Linked DNA regions of Sus scrofa: all the other regions are linked to region 4. Evidence: chromatin contacts called from public Hi-C and promoter capture Hi-C data. All regions are on one chromosome and are shown on one strand. The core of a region is the stretch at or near the end of the contact, and the rest is flanking DNA. Distances in the headings are between cores, read along the strand shown.

Region 1 (2,728 bases), core at 64-2,563, 190 kb before region 4:
CTCTAACAAAAGAATCATGCAAGACCCTTTTTTTCCTTCTTCCCACGAGGCCACAGCTTCAAGAGCTGCCATCAATGGTGCTTTCTTCAGGGAGGGAACCTAAATAAGAAAAAAAAAAAAAAAGCTGTGCAGAGGGAAGCTTGGGATAGCCTTCTCTGTGGTTGCAGGTGTCAGGGATGTTGACCCTGACCTCTGCACGTCAATCAGTTCAAGCTTCCAAGAGCAGCTGGTGCTGTCAGTGTCCTGGGCAGTTTTGGGCAATGCCAATACCACGGCCGGCCCATGCAGACAGAGAGAAGAGCTCAGAGATGGCCCAGAGCAAAACTGAGGAGGAAACATGAGCCTGGCATTGTACTGAGCTCCAGCACTCACATCCCTAGGAACTTCCCACCTGACACCCCTCCCCTCAAGATTCAGCTCAGGCACTGTTTAGTACAGACTACACCCACCCACATGCACACGGGCTGCTTGCTCTTGGCCATGCTGCTTCCCAGGAGCTCCAAGAGGCCAAGGCCCACAGGGTCTGAGCTCAGTGGGCACTAAGAGAGAGCTCTGAAGGAAGGGCAAATAGGAACAGCCTCACAGTGCCCCATGTGCCCCTCACCTCAAAGCACTTCATAGATGGAAACACCTGCAGCAGGAGGTGATAGCGCCTACCTGAGATGTGTTTTGCTGGGGCAACAGAGCACCCCCAGACAGGGGACTTGAGGGGGACCATCTCTTCTCAGCCTCCCTGAGCACCCAGAGACTTCCCAACAGCCAGAGCAGTAACCCTGGCACAGCAGGTGAATGCCCCCAACAGGGCCAAAGGGGAACTCAGGGTTCACCTAGAGGGGCCCCAACTTGGCTCAACTTCCCAGATGCAATTACTGCTTTAAAGAGCTAAACTTGGAGTTCCCGTCGTGGCTCAGTGGTTAACGAATCCGACTAGGAACCATGAGGTTGCGGGTTTGATCCCTGGCCCTGCTTGGTGGGTTAAGGATCCGGCATTGCCATGAGCTGTGGTGTAGAGTGCAGACACGGCTCGGAACTGGCTTTGCGGTGGCTGTGGTGTAGGCCAGCGGCTACAGCTCCGATTGGACCCCTACCCTGGAAACCTCCATATGCTGCGGGAGTGCCCCGAGAAAAAGCAAAAAGACAAAAATTTTAAAAATGAAAATAAAAAAGAGCTAAACTTAAAAAAACCCAAAAAAACTTCATAAATAACTCCAAGTCCCTGAGAGATCACTTAAGGACTAATTAGCATATCAAGCTGCTCCGAACAGGCGCTTCGCAGCCAGTGCTCCCAAGCCAGGCATCAACTGAGAAGGAAATCATTAACTGCCTGCCTGAGCCAGGGGCCTACTTAACCACTTCTCCCCTGAGCCACCACGGCCACTCCTGACCGCAGGTCCCAATTAATCAGAGAGGGGATGTGTTTAATTAATGCTGCTTAATTGTGTCTTCAGGGAGTTTTGTTTCGCTCTTGTTTCTCTTTGCTTCATGTTCTTTTTAAGGAGCCTGGCCTGCAGCAGAAGCCTATGCAGATGTGCAGGTTTTGGAAGGAAGCTTGTCAGGAAGAGAAGGAGGGAGCAGCAGGAACCGGCTGGGTGGACAGAGGCCTTCTGTGCTGGCACTCTGGTGTTTAAGACAGCAACTCATGCTCTCCACCCCGCTCACCAAGGACTGGCCTTTCACCCACAGAGGTGGCTATGGGCCACCATGGCAGTCTCTAGAGGTCCCTCCATTCTGCCTGCCAGCCCTGATGCCTTCAGGGCCAGATGAGGCCCCAGCCTCCTTAGGATGACGTCTTCCCTAGGCCCAGGGGGTGGGGAGGCAGTGTTACCGGATGAGCATCCGCTTCAGCAACTGCTGGTCCCCCTCTGAGTAACCGGGCCAGTCCTTCTGCACATCCTTGTACACACAGTCCTTCAGTGTCCACGTGCCATCCTTGGCATTCACGTTGGCCACCTACAAGACAGAGCCAGTGTCACCTCATGTGAAGCCCAAGAGAGGTAGACGTTCCTGAAAGCATTTGATGCAGGGGAAGTGGAGACAGACAGGAAAGAAGAAAGAGAATAGTAGGCTCCCGCCCTGAGCTGACACCTCATCCCCCAGCTCTGTGCACATCAGGTCAGTGACCCTTGGTACGCAGAAGGGTCAAGGCAGCAGGTTCAGATGCACGTGCCTTACAGCTGCTGGAGGCCAGGCTGGCTCCAAAAGGCAGGGGAGGGGAGGCTGCCATCCACACTCCCAAGATCCCATCACCAGCCCCTCCACCCACTATGGACTGAATGCTTTTGTCCTCCCAAAATACATGTTAAATCTTAACATCCTTAACCTAAGGGGATGGTATTAGGAGGTGGGCACCTTTGGGAGTGATTAGGTCATGAGGGTGGAGCCACCATGACAGGGTTAGTGTCTTTATAAAAGAGGCTCCAGAGAGCCTCCTCACCCCTTCTACTCTGTGATGACACAGTGAGAAGATAGCTGTCTAGGAACCAGGAAGCAGGCCCTCACCAGACACCCTATCTGCCTTGATCACTGACTTTCCAGCCTCTAAAGCTGTGTATGTCTGTTCTGTATAAGCCACACAGCCTATGGTACTGTTACAGCAGCCTGGAGGGACTGAGACACTCCCTCTCGGATCTGCAGCTCCTGTGGCAGAGGTGGCTGAGCTAAGGTGCTGGGTGAGGAGTGCCCTCCAGGGGCCAGGCTGAGCCCGCCATCCCTGCAACCAGCCAGCCCT
Region 2 (2,700 bases), core at 48-2,547, 230 kb after region 4:
CATAGGGCTCAAGTTGTAATTAAGCTTTCTCTCTTCAGAACACTAAACCCTGGAGTTCCCATCGTGGCTCAGTGGTTAACGATTCCAACTAGGAACCATGAGGTTGCGGGTTCGATCTCTGGCTTTGTTCAGTGGGTTAGGGATCCAGCGTTGCTGTGAGCTTCGGTGTAGGTCGAAGACGAGGCTTAGATCCCGAGTTGCTGTGGCTGTGGTGTAAGCTGGCGGCTACAGCTCTGATTAGACCCCTAGCTTGGGAACCTCCATATGTCGCAGGTGCAGCCCTTAAAAAAAAAAAAAAAAATTCTCCAATGGCTCACTCTCAAAGTAACTGTAATATCCGTGACCCTTCCCCAAAAGTACTGCCTAAGGTCCTTTCTGCTCCCTCTCCTGTCACCCGCTCACTGCCTGGGCCCTGGACTCTATTTTTCAGCCCTCAAACAGCCAAGCCCCCTCACCACTCCCCATCACACCATCTCCTGACATCTTGTTTATTAACTTGTTAATTCTCTGTCTCCCTTGGGAGCTGAGGTTTCCAAGAGAGCTGGGAGTTTTGTCTATTTTGTACTGCTTTGAGCCCAGCACGAGCACTCTGCCTGGCTTATACAGATACTCCATGAGGAGTGAACGAATGGGCATGTTTGGAGAGAAATAATCTGGTTAATGGGACAGGGTGACATTGCGAAAAGCCTCGGAGTTCTCACCTGGACAATGAGGATAAACAACGTCCCTACTTCACAGGTATTGAGGGTATGGCGGCACAGTGTGGGCGCTGAACCAACAAGAATTACTGTTACTATTATCATTACTATAGCGTAATAACCTCGCCATTGTTATTACCATAGCGGTAAGAAACCCCTCTTTTACTCAAACGCCTCCCAGGCTAAGAGCGCTCAAAGTGAGAAGTATCATAAACTGCTGCTGCTTTGGGTTTTGTCATGGGACAGGGATAATTCCTTATCGCGCTCTAAAGAGGTGTGAGAGGAAAAACGGGACGAGGAAAGAAAGGGTTTTAAAATCAGAGCACGACCCGTGGCCAACAGGAAGCGTATTCCGCCCCCGCCTCCGCCCCTAGCATCCCCTAGCCCACCTTCACCCGCTGAGCCTCGTTGATGCACTGTTGGTAGCTGCCAATGTAGAAGGCATTCTTTACGTCGAACAACTCATCTACTTCCCCGGAGCCGCCGGAGGCCGGGCCGGGTGCCGGTGGCGCCATGTCGCTGTGTTCTTACCCCTTCCTCTTCCTGAGGACACGTCGGCCGGAAGCACAGAGCCACCGCAGAGCCTCCGGGAAATGTAGTTTACTCGGCTCCCTGGAAATGAGCTTAAAGAGGAGTTAAAGGGGCGGGAGACGCACGTGCGTTCACAGGGCATCTCGGGAATTGTAGTTGTATTCGAGTCTGCGGGCTCGGGGAAAACATGGTAAGGATATAATGAGCCTAGGAATGGCAGTAAACTGCAGAGGGTGGAGCCGCGCAAAAGGTAGATCCAATAAACGCGAAGGCTTCCCTGACGTCATCGACAAGCGCCGGAAGCACGGCTCACAGGGGTGCCGGGCTGACTGAGAGGATGGCTGGCTTTGCTGAGCTCGGGCTGTCATCGTGGCTGGTGGAACAATGTCGGCAGCTGGGTTTGAAGCAGCCCACGCCCGTGCAGCTCGGCTGCATCCCCGCCATCCTGGAGGGTGAGTGTACCTAGGCCTCTTCTACAGGAGGTTTCCCCGCTCCTGTCGCCTTACTTTGCCTTCTCGCCCCTTTTGCCCACACCGGTACCGTGGGTCGAGGGGCAGCTTTGGGGCCTCACGGGCGAGCCTGGTTTCTCGGAGTCGACTACTCAGTGTTGGCGTTTAGGCTGTACGATTGACTCGCCGTGTTTCCGCACACAAGTGGTGTAATTTCTGAAGCTCTCATAGATAGCCTCAGAGCGCTGGGATGATTTGATGAGTGACTGGTAGATAACACTGGGAAAATTCGGTAGTTTGTATTACTATCTCCATTTCATAGATGGAAACTGAGGTTGTCGGTATTACCGGTACCGACAACTGGTAAACCTAGGTAAATTTAGGACTCTAGTCTGTAGACTGCTTTTCTCCTCACTCCTCTGGCTTTTTAGGAAGCCTCAGATGGACAAATTGAGAGATTAAATAAAGCTGAAGGCATCATTTGGGAGCATAGGATGCAGATTTTGGAGAACATTCTGGGTTTCCCAAGCTTCTATCCCTGGGAAGGAGTCAAAATGAGGTAGTGATTAGTAGCAGACATCTCAGGTCAGATGCATGTGGGTTCTAGTCCAGCTTGTACTCACTGGCAGTGTGTCCTGGGCAAAGCTTTGAGATCTGTTCTCCCTTCTGTTAAGTGGGAATGGTAATGGCCTCTTCCTCCTAAAATTTGTCAGTTGCTAAAACAGTAAGTTATCAGAATCCTGAAACAGAAAGAGCACACGCCAGTATTGAGCATACAGTAACTGCTTATTAGACCTTAGCTGTTATACACTGGGCCCAGTGGAACATCTGTTATACCTCTGATGCTGCTTTGCCCTCTGTCCAGGTCGGGACTGCCTCGGCTGTGCCAAGACAGGCAGCGGCAAGACAGCAGCGTTTGTCCTGCCCATCTTGCAGAAGCTGTCTGAAGATCCCTATGGTATCTTCTGCCTCGTCCTGACACCCACAAGGTGAGCTTCTGGCCCCCAATAGGCCTCTTGGGG
Region 3 (2,873 bases), core at 227-2,726, 140 kb after region 4:
TCCCCCCAATTTCTCCTTTATTGCTTTCTTTTGTGTTAAATGGTTATGTTTTAGTTTATCACCCACAGTGCCATTTTGTCTTTTCTTGTGTGTGTCTTTTAGGGCCGCACCTGCGCATATGGAGGTTCCCAGGCTAGTAGTCTAATCAGAGCTACAGCTGCTAGCCTACACCACAGCCACAGCAACGCGGGATCTGAGCCTCGTTTGAGACCTACACCACAGCTCATGGCAACGATGGATCCTTAACCACTGAGTGAGGCCAGGGATCGGACCCACAACCTCATAGTTCCTAGTCAGATTAGTTTCCACTGCGCCACGACAGGAACTCCCACAGTGCCATTTTGCGAATGTGAGTATATGTAGGAAATAAGAGGATATCCTTAGAAGTGGAATTGCTAGATCAAAGGCAGGGTAGGGCATGCATTTAAAACTCCGAGAGGGACCTCCCATCATGGCTCAGTGGTTAAGAAACCCAATCTAGCATCCATGAGGATGTGGGTTCCATTCCTGGCCTCGCTCAGTGGGTTAAGGATCTGGAATTGCCATCAGCTGTGGTATGGGTCACAGACATTCCTCAGATCAGGGCCGAAGTGGCGGCATATGGAGGTTCCCAGGCTATTGGTCAAATTGGAGCTACGGCTGCTGGCCTTTGCTGCAGCCACAGCAACTCCAGATTCAAGCCATGTCTGCAGCCTAGGCCACAGCTCACAGCAATGCCAGATCCTTAACCCACTGAGGAGGCCAGGGATCAAACTTGCATCCTCATTATTCCTAGTCAGATTTGTTTCCACTGAGCCACTACCGGCACTCCCCTCAGCCCATCTTAATGGTTATTATTTCCCTTTCCCAGCGGAGGAAATCCTAGGCTGAGACGTGAAATCATTTGCACAAAGTCACACAGCCAGTAGGTGGCCAGGTCTGGATTTCAAACCTGAGCAAGTGCTCCCAAGTGCTTTGTTATATACTGCCTCTGAATAATATTATAATTGTACAGAACTGCTGCAACCACCATTTCTGCGTGCTATGTGCTGTGCTAAGGGCTGTCCCCACTAATTTATTCAACAAATGCACACTGAGCAGCTACTATGTGCCAGGCATCCCCATTTTAAAGGTGAGGAAACAGGCCCAGGAAGATTCTCTAAAAGATGGGGACGCACCGCACCGTCCTCGACAAGCTTCCCCAGCTGGGTTCCACCTGTGTAAGGTATTCAGTTGGCGGTCAATTAACCCAAGACATTGTCGCCGCCCCTAAGGGCAAGGACCACCACATCTACACCATCCGCTGCCCAGGCGCCACGGAGGAGCGGTTGGAGCGAGACTAGCTTCTCGAGCCGCCGTCGGGAAGACGGTTGGAAGCCCCGCCTCCCGCGCTTGCGCGCTGCGCGTTCTGTCGGCCCACTCAGCTCCGGGAGTCCGGGCGCGGTAGGAGGCGTCCTCGAGGAGCGCGTTCGTCTGCGCCGGCGTCGGGCTCGCGCACGCGCACCTGCGGCGGCGTCGGGCTCGCGCACGCGCACGGCGGCGGCGGCGGTTCCTGCCGGGGGCTGCGAGGGCGGGCGGCTCCGAAGGAAGCGGTGGTACTGAGGGGCTCAGCGGCAGAGGCGGCGGCTCGGCGCGCGTGGCTCTCGACCCGGTTCGCACCGCGGCGGGCGTTTTGATCTTGTCCAGGAGCGCGGGCGCGGCGGCGGCGGCGGCGGCGGCGGCGGCGGCTGCCCAAGACCTGCGGCCTAGGCCTCAGCGCAGCGGCGGGCTCGAGTGCGGCGCGGAGCCGGCCTGAGGGCCCTACGCGGCGGCACCATGAGCGTGGAGGCGTACGGGCCCAGCTCTCAGACGCTCACCTTCCTGGATACCGAGGAGGCCGAGCTCCTCGGCGCCGACACGCAGGGCTCCGAGTTCGAGTTTACCGACTTCACCCTCCCCAGCCAGACGCAGACGCCCCCCGGTGGTCCTGGAGGTGGAGGCGCTGGGGCCCCGGTCGGCGCGGGGCCGGGCGCGGCCGCCGGACAGCTCGACGCTCAGGTGAGCGGCACATGGCGGCGCCGGAAGATGGGGCCAGGCCTCGGCGGCCGGGAACCTGCCCTGGCTCCCCCTCCATCGGGGCAGAGGCTGATGTGCTCGTGTTTCAAACTCCAGTCGGGCCTGGAGTAACCTGGCGGGGTCTCTCCCATTCAGGACGTCCCCGGAGTAACCTGCCCCGGCTCCCGCTCTCCAGCCGGATCCAGGCAAACCTACCTCAAGTCCTGCTCTGGTTGCGTCCGGGTGATTTCAGGATCTCGTTCAGGCTAGGTCTTACGCGATCTGTCCCAAGTCCCCTTCCGGGTCTGTCTTTGGCCAAGTCGGGGATGACCTGTCCCCGAGTTCTCCAGCTGGGTCGGTGATCTGCTCCGGTCCCCTCCTCTGGCTGATCCGACCGCCCTGCCCCACCCCCTTACCTGTGGTCGGAACCTTCAGAGCACTCTCCCTTACCCCTCTTATGCCCACTGAGCGGCGGATTCAGATTTCCCTGGGCTCAGGGACGCTGGTGAGAGGAGGGTCGAGGCTCCCCCAGCAGAAACGGAACTTTTGCCTCCAGTCGTGAACCCCATACTCGTTGGCTTTTAAGATTATTCAGGAGGCAGTTTGCGTTTTGTTTTTCTTTCTGGCATTGCCTGTTGCTGAAACCGACCTGTTACGTAACTCCGCAGCCCTGCCTTGGAAAAGTTGGGTTTGAGTTTGTTCCTCCAACGGGGTAATAGTGGTGGGTTTTACTTAAATTGGTCTGCCACGTCAGAGACTTTTGTTCTTAATGATGTGAAGACTATTTTAAATTTGGGTTTGTGTTATGAGAAGTATTGGGCATACACTTCCTGGATCTGGGGCCCTGCCCTAGGGTGGGC
Region 4 (2,700 bases), core at 25-2,524:
GCTGAGCGACAAGAGGAACTCCTAAACTTTTGATATTGGTGGTTGGGGAGGGACAACTAGGTATCAGAACCCCTCTGGTTTCCCTAGGTCACTCTCCTGTCATTGGGGAGACTCTGCTATTCCTTTCACAGCTTGGTCTGGGTGGGATTTCTGGACCCGTCCTTTAGCCCGCCATGGCAGACCGGCTTCCTTGAGCAAGATCAGGCTGGAGAAGTTCATCGAGAAGAGGCTGACTCTGTAGTTCCAGTTCTCTGAGCTTAAGGATCCAGAGAATAGGAACTGGATAGGGTATCAGCATAGGGAAAGACATCGGGATTTTGGACTGGGGACTGATCGCATCCCCTGAACCATGGTGGCATAGGCGTTTCCCTTTCCAACATCACTCTTCTGGCCCATCAGTGATTTCATTTTTTTTTTTTTTGTCTTTTCTAGGGCCGCTTCCCGCGGCATATGGAGGTTCCCAGGCTAGGGGTCTAATCGGAGCTGTAGCCGCTGGCTTACACCACAGCCACGGCAACGCCAGATCTAAGCCGCGTCTGCAATCTACACCACAGCTCACCGCAACGCCAGACCCTTAACCCACTGAGCAAGGCCAGAGATCGAACCCGCAACCTCATGGTTCCTTGTCGAATTTGTTTCCACCGCGCCACGACGGGAATTCCATGGTTTCATTTTTCATATTACATTGACCGCCATCTGAAAGGTTCATTTGTTGGTGGGTTGTTTTCCCCCCTCCCCGACCTGCGCATCCCATGAGGGCAGGGACCAAGTCGCCTTGCTCATGCCTTTTCTCCAGGATACTTGGCACATATAGGGTCTCAAATGAATAAATGCATGCCTGGATGAGCAACGCCCTAAACCAGTCTCCGAGATGAACTGGTCCGAGCCCAGGCTCATACTCGAGTGCTGCCTGGGGTGGGTGCTGGCTTCATCCTTATGACTTGGAAGGTGTTGAGTCCAGCAATCTCTCTACTGGGGGTTCCAGCCAGTCCCCGGACCTTTCTCAACAGCCAGGCGGCTGCTGTCCAGCGGGCCAGGAGGCGGCTCACTGCGCCTGCGCCGAAATCCCCACCCTCCCTCTCCCACCTCCCCTGTGCCCCCACAAGTGCAAAGCCGAGACGCGCGCATGCGCTGTCGCCCCCGCAACGCGCGCTACTTCCGAGCGCATGCGCCGCTCTCACGCCCGCCGACGCGCCTGCGCACTGCCCGCCGCCCGCGGGTCCGGCTGGCGCTTGCGTGGTGGCACCCGCGATTGGGGGGGCGAGGAGGTGGTGGAGGAGGAGGAGGAGGAGGAGGAGGCGGCGGCGGCGGCGGCGGCGGCGGCGGCGGCGGCGAGAAGATGGCGACTTCGAACAATCCGCGGAAATTCAGCGAGAAGATCGCGCTGCATAACCAGAAGCAAGCGGAGGAGACGGCGGCTTTCGAGGAGGTCATGAAGGACCTGAGCCTGACGCGGGCCGCACGGGTAAGGGGGTTGCCCGCGCCGACCCCTCAGGGCCGGAGAGGGAGGGAAGGGGCGCGTGTCCGCGTGCAGCGGGAAGGGGGGCGCGGGACGGGGGCGGGGCGCCGCGCGGCGGGGGCGGGGCTTGGCACGGCCCGAGGGGACAGGTGTCCCCACGCTCCGGGCGTCGTGGGCGGGACCGGTACCCCCACATCATCGATACCTGAAGGGGTACAGGTGGCCCTACAACGTTGTTACTTGAAGCGGGGACCAGGTTATTACTATATCATTGTTATTTGTAGGGGCAGGGACCTCTACATCATTACTACCTGGAGGGAACAGGTGCCACTACATCATTGTTACCTGAGGGGGGAAAGGTGTTCTCACATCAATGCTACCTGAGGTGGATAGATGCCCTGAGCTATGCCATGGTCTAGGGGAGACAGGCTGATACTGAGATGTGTGAACTTGGCGCTGCTTGCAAGCATCCCTGTTACCTTGGGAGGGGAGATAGGTGCTTCCATATCATTGGTATCTAAGGGGTGGCAGATGCCCACACATCACTGCTGCCTGAAGGGACAAGTGTCCCTACATAATTGTCACCTGTGCTCTCACACCCTGGGTCTTGGGAGAAGGACAGGAACCCCTCCTTGCAGACCTGAGATGGAATATGTATCTCTCCCTTTTGGAAACCTGAGGGCAAGATCTGGTGCCGTCCCCTGTGGGAACCTGAGGGGATTGGGAAGGCAGATTGGGCTCAGTCTTGGAGATTGGAGTGGAGCCCCTTCCCCATGCAACCTGTATGGTGGGGGCCAGGTGATGGACAAGAGACAGCTGGCCACAGATGGCCCCTGGCCCTTCAGGACCAGGGTGGAGAGTTAGTTCTTCCTCAGATGGCTGAGCGCATTTCATGTGCAGGGGCAGGCCAGGTTACCTGCTAACCTAACCTTGGAAGCTGCTGTAGGCCTGGAGCAGGGGCTTGTTTGTGGCTGGGGTGGGAGACCTGGCCTTCTTGTGGGCCCTAGCGTCTGGCAGCCGCCTCAAGGTGCCAAGCTCTTCAGCTCTTGGTGTCCTCTCTTGTGGAGTTTGTCTATCAAGCCCTTCCTCATGGGTCAGGGAGTGGAGCATGCTTTGCACAGGTGGCAGTAAGTCTCTGATCCTGCAGAGTGATGGGACCCCTGTGCTGCACCCTGGTGCCTTGGGGGAGGGTCGAGTGGGAGCTGCAAACACCCACTTCACTGGCTTTTGAATTTGGCCTC
Region 5 (2,700 bases), core at 40-2,539, 210 kb before region 4:
TTCAGCGACGATATGTCCCAGCCTGGGGGGGCGGGGACCCTCAAGCTCGGCGGGGATCCTGGACCCCCACAGGCCCGGCCTCCCACCCCACCCCTGGCCCAGGGCCCCGCCCACCGTCGAAAACGAGATCGTCGGGTGCCACCATGGGCAGCAGCGCGCTGAAGGGCACGAACACCTCCTGGCCCTCGGCGTCCAGGCCTAGGCTAACGGTGCCAGCCTGTGTCAGCGAGCCGTAGTAGTTGGCCTCCTGGGGAGCGGCAGACAGGGCAGAGAGATGGGTGGGCGTGGCGTGGGGAGGCCCAAGAGTCGGCACACTCAAGCTCCGCCCTACTTTCGGGCGCCTCAGCTCTGCTCCAAGTCAAGGCAAGAGCTGCTTCCCCTCCGGAGGTCCCAACCCGAAGTCCTCCCTACCTTGGGCTCCGCCCCCACAAGACCCCCTGAGGAGTGCCCGCCCCGCCCCGTGGAAGCCCCGCCCCGGGGTCCGCCCGCAGCGAGGAACCCCGCCCCCTTAAGACCCACTCCTCCGTAGAGCCCCTCCCCCTCTGCGTGGATTCCAGCGGAGCCCTGGGTTCTACCAGGCGCCGCCCGACTCCCCCACCTTGCGGCCGGTGCGCGTAGGCCAGGACAGGCGCAGTCGGTTGGCCAGCACGGCAGCGGTCAGCGTGGAGCCGTTGTTCCCGCCCCAGCCGACGAGCATGACCCCCAGCCGGGGCACCTGCCGGGCGGTCCGGAAAGTGAAGCGCGTGGACGTGGGATGCACCTGGGGACAGGCGGTGCGGTGAGTCGGGGACCACAGGCCCCTCCCCCCTCATCGCAGGGCGGAGATCGCAGACGTTGGGCAATTCCCGCTTGGTCTCGGCTCCCTGGTTCCCCCTAGCCTCACGGCCAGCCCGGTCCCTCGCCTACTTTGAGGACGCCAGCCTCGCGGCTGACGCACGTCGTCCTGTACTCGTACTTCGCCTCGATAGCCTCGGGGCTGTAGACCACGTCGGGGCTCTCCACCACGAACTCGGTTGCGGCCTCCATCGTGGTGAGCTGGGGGCGCGGGGTGGGCAGGAAGTCAGCGGGGACCCGAGAGTTGGCTGGGCCAAGCCGACTTCGGTCCCTGGGGAGTCTGCACCCCTCCCGGGGCCGCACTTACCGGCGCAGAGTCGGCTGGAACTGCAGCGGACGGCTAGGGCTCGGGGCGCGCGAACTCGAGAGAAAAGAGCGGTGGCTCCACCCCGCTCCGCCCCCTCGCTCCGCCCACGCCGCGGAGGAGGGGCGCTCGCGGCCTGGACGGTGCACACAGGCCTTGGATTCGGGTTCGAGGCCCTTCTGCCCCGAGCCCCCGTGTTAATCTGGTCCCCTAAACTGTCCTGCGCGGCCGGACAATCATATGGGCCGCAGACCCCCGGCCCGAGCTCGGCGCGCGTGATTCACTTCGCATCGCGGGTTGAGCCGGCGGCAGCTTCCCCTCATATTACAAAAGAGAATCATATGGATGTAAGTGAGCGCAGGCCCCAGCCACAAGGCAGGAGGTGGAGCCAGGCAAGGAGGCTGGGCCTCTGCGGGGTTATCTGGAGAAACCGAGGCACGAGACACTAAACCGGGATTAAGACTTCGAAGCCAGACGCTCCTCCAGCCCAGGCTGCCTCCTCCCCCTACCCCTTCCAGAACAGCAGCACCCTCCAGATATCAACCCCCCACCCCCACCCCCGCCACAGGGTTCACGTGGATGGGGTGGTGGCTGCGAGTCCTCAGTTTCCCCACCTGTAGCAGGAGGGCTTGATTGGGCCAGGCTGGAGTGGGGGCGGGGGAGAGACTGTTGGCGAGAGGAGGGGAGGGGAGAGGAGGGGAGGGGATGGGATGGGCAGAGCAGAGGCGGCCCGCTGGGGAGGAGCTAGGCCAGCACAGCACTAAGCCCCCCTAAGAGCACAGCGATAAAGGAGCGTGGGAACCCGGCAGGCGGGCGGGGGCGGCTCCCCCAGGAACTTTCCAAAACAAGCGGCCTCCTCCGGCTGGAAAGTTTCCACCACTGGAGCTGACCCAAAAGGTGGATAGTTGGGAACATTTGCAGGAAACTTGGTCAGGGCCTGGCCTTGGAAGGTGGGGGTTCTAAAACCGGTCCAGGTTTTGCCCTCCAGGGGCTCCAGTGAGGGGGAGTCAGAAGTGGACTGGGTCACTCCCAGCCAGAGGGACCTAACAGGCAGCGCTGGGCAGGGCAGACTGCCTGGAGGATGTGGCGCGGTGAGGGATCTTGAGATCTGAAGACATCAAAAATGTGAAGGACTGCCCAGGCAAAAACCTGGGGGCGTGGTTTCAGGGGCAGATGAAAAGGGACTGAGCGCAAGGGGGAAGGAGGCAGTCTGGGGACCAGGGTAGACCTTCAGGGCTGGGGACAGGAAAGACAGTATAATAAATATTTGGGTTTTGTCCCCCTGTTCCTGGCTGGAGATTGAGTTCAGTTGCCAATGGCCGGTGATTTATTCAATCATACCTACAATCCATTAGGTTCCATTACCTCTGTAACAACCCTTAACAGTGAGGTTCTGGTGAACCCATGGAGGTTCTGGGAGAAGTTGTGGCAGCCCCGCGCCATTCCCCACACCCTGCCCTCTGCATTTACTTCAAGTGCTTCCCTGAGCACCTCGGGCCATTCTAGCAAATCACTAAACCTCTGAGGGGGCTGAAAGGGATGGATTTACAGAGGGTTGTTTG

What was found. Promoter capture Hi-C pulls out the DNA fragments that hold promoters and counts their contacts. Hi-C and Micro-C count contacts between places; a contact is called where the count stands out from the background.
Region 1: a contact with region 4 is called in a promoter capture Hi-C map of fetal liver, with 2.5 times the contacts expected there. The contact joins the enhancer-like site here to the promoter of CRTC1 in region 4. A contact is called at or near these places in 3 of 5 promoter capture datasets (fetal liver, fetal skeletal muscle and liver) and 5 of 47 Hi-C or Micro-C datasets (embryonic fibroblasts, fibroblasts, mesenteric adipose tissue and 2 more).
Region 2: a promoter capture Hi-C map of liver shows a contact between it and region 4, with 2.7 times the contacts expected there. The contact joins the promoter of COPE here to the promoter of CRTC1 in region 4. A contact is called at or near these places in 1 of 5 promoter capture datasets (liver) and 1 of 47 Hi-C or Micro-C datasets (liver).
Region 3: a contact with region 4 is called in a Hi-C map of liver, with 3 times the contacts expected there. The contact joins the promoter of UPF1 here to the promoter of CRTC1 in region 4. A contact is called at or near these places in 1 of 5 promoter capture datasets (liver), 4 of 47 Hi-C or Micro-C datasets (embryonic fibroblasts, heart right ventricle, liver and 1 more) and 1 of 2 datasets of contacts at active chromatin or transcription factors (skeletal muscle).
Region 5: a promoter capture Hi-C map of fetal skeletal muscle shows a contact between it and region 4, with 2.8 times the contacts expected there. The contact joins the promoter of ISYNA1 here to the promoter of CRTC1 in region 4. A contact is called at or near these places in 2 of 5 promoter capture datasets (fetal skeletal muscle and liver) and 1 of 47 Hi-C or Micro-C datasets (embryonic fibroblasts).

What each region holds. Positions count from the first base shown.
Region 1 is chr2:59,342,851-59,345,578 of Sscrofa11.1, reverse strand. ELL (RNA polymerase II elongation factor ELL) reads right to left here. Exons shown (of 13, transcript XM_021083507.1): 7 at 1,826-1,950. Among named protein-coding and RNA genes, the nearest start is that of ISYNA1, 19 kb to the left of the region's middle. Within about 2 kb of position 1,313, at least 2 of the 83 cell types and tissues checked have an H3K27ac peak or open chromatin away from gene starts, as enhancers often do. A contact at or near this core is called in fetal liver, where this site is marked.
Region 2 is chr2:58,929,526-58,932,225 of Sscrofa11.1, reverse strand. COPE (coatomer subunit epsilon) reads right to left here and starts at 1,297. Exons shown (of 10, transcript XM_003123536.4): 1 at 1,088-1,297. The coding sequence starts at 1,213. DDX49 (probable ATP-dependent RNA helicase DDX49) reads left to right here and starts at 1,516. Exons shown (of 13, transcript XM_003123539.4): 1 at 1,516-1,681; 2 at 2,544-2,667. The coding sequence starts at 1,567.
Region 3 is chr2:59,012,149-59,015,021 of Sscrofa11.1, reverse strand. UPF1 (regulator of nonsense transcripts 1) reads left to right here and starts at 1,476. Exons shown (of 24, transcript XM_021083471.1): 1 at 1,476-2,016. The coding sequence starts at 1,795.
Region 4 is chr2:59,155,770-59,158,469 of Sscrofa11.1, reverse strand. It overlaps CRTC1 (CREB-regulated transcription coactivator 1), which reads left to right and starts at 1,274. Exons shown (of 17, transcript XM_003123525.4): 1 at 1,274-1,465. The coding sequence starts at 1,340.
Region 5 is chr2:59,362,261-59,364,960 of Sscrofa11.1, reverse strand. ISYNA1 (a long non-coding RNA gene) reads right to left here and starts at 1,289. Exons shown (of 11, transcript XR_002341592.1): 1 at 1,142-1,289; 2 at 907-1,035; 3 at 599-760; 4 at 115-247; 5 at 1-22.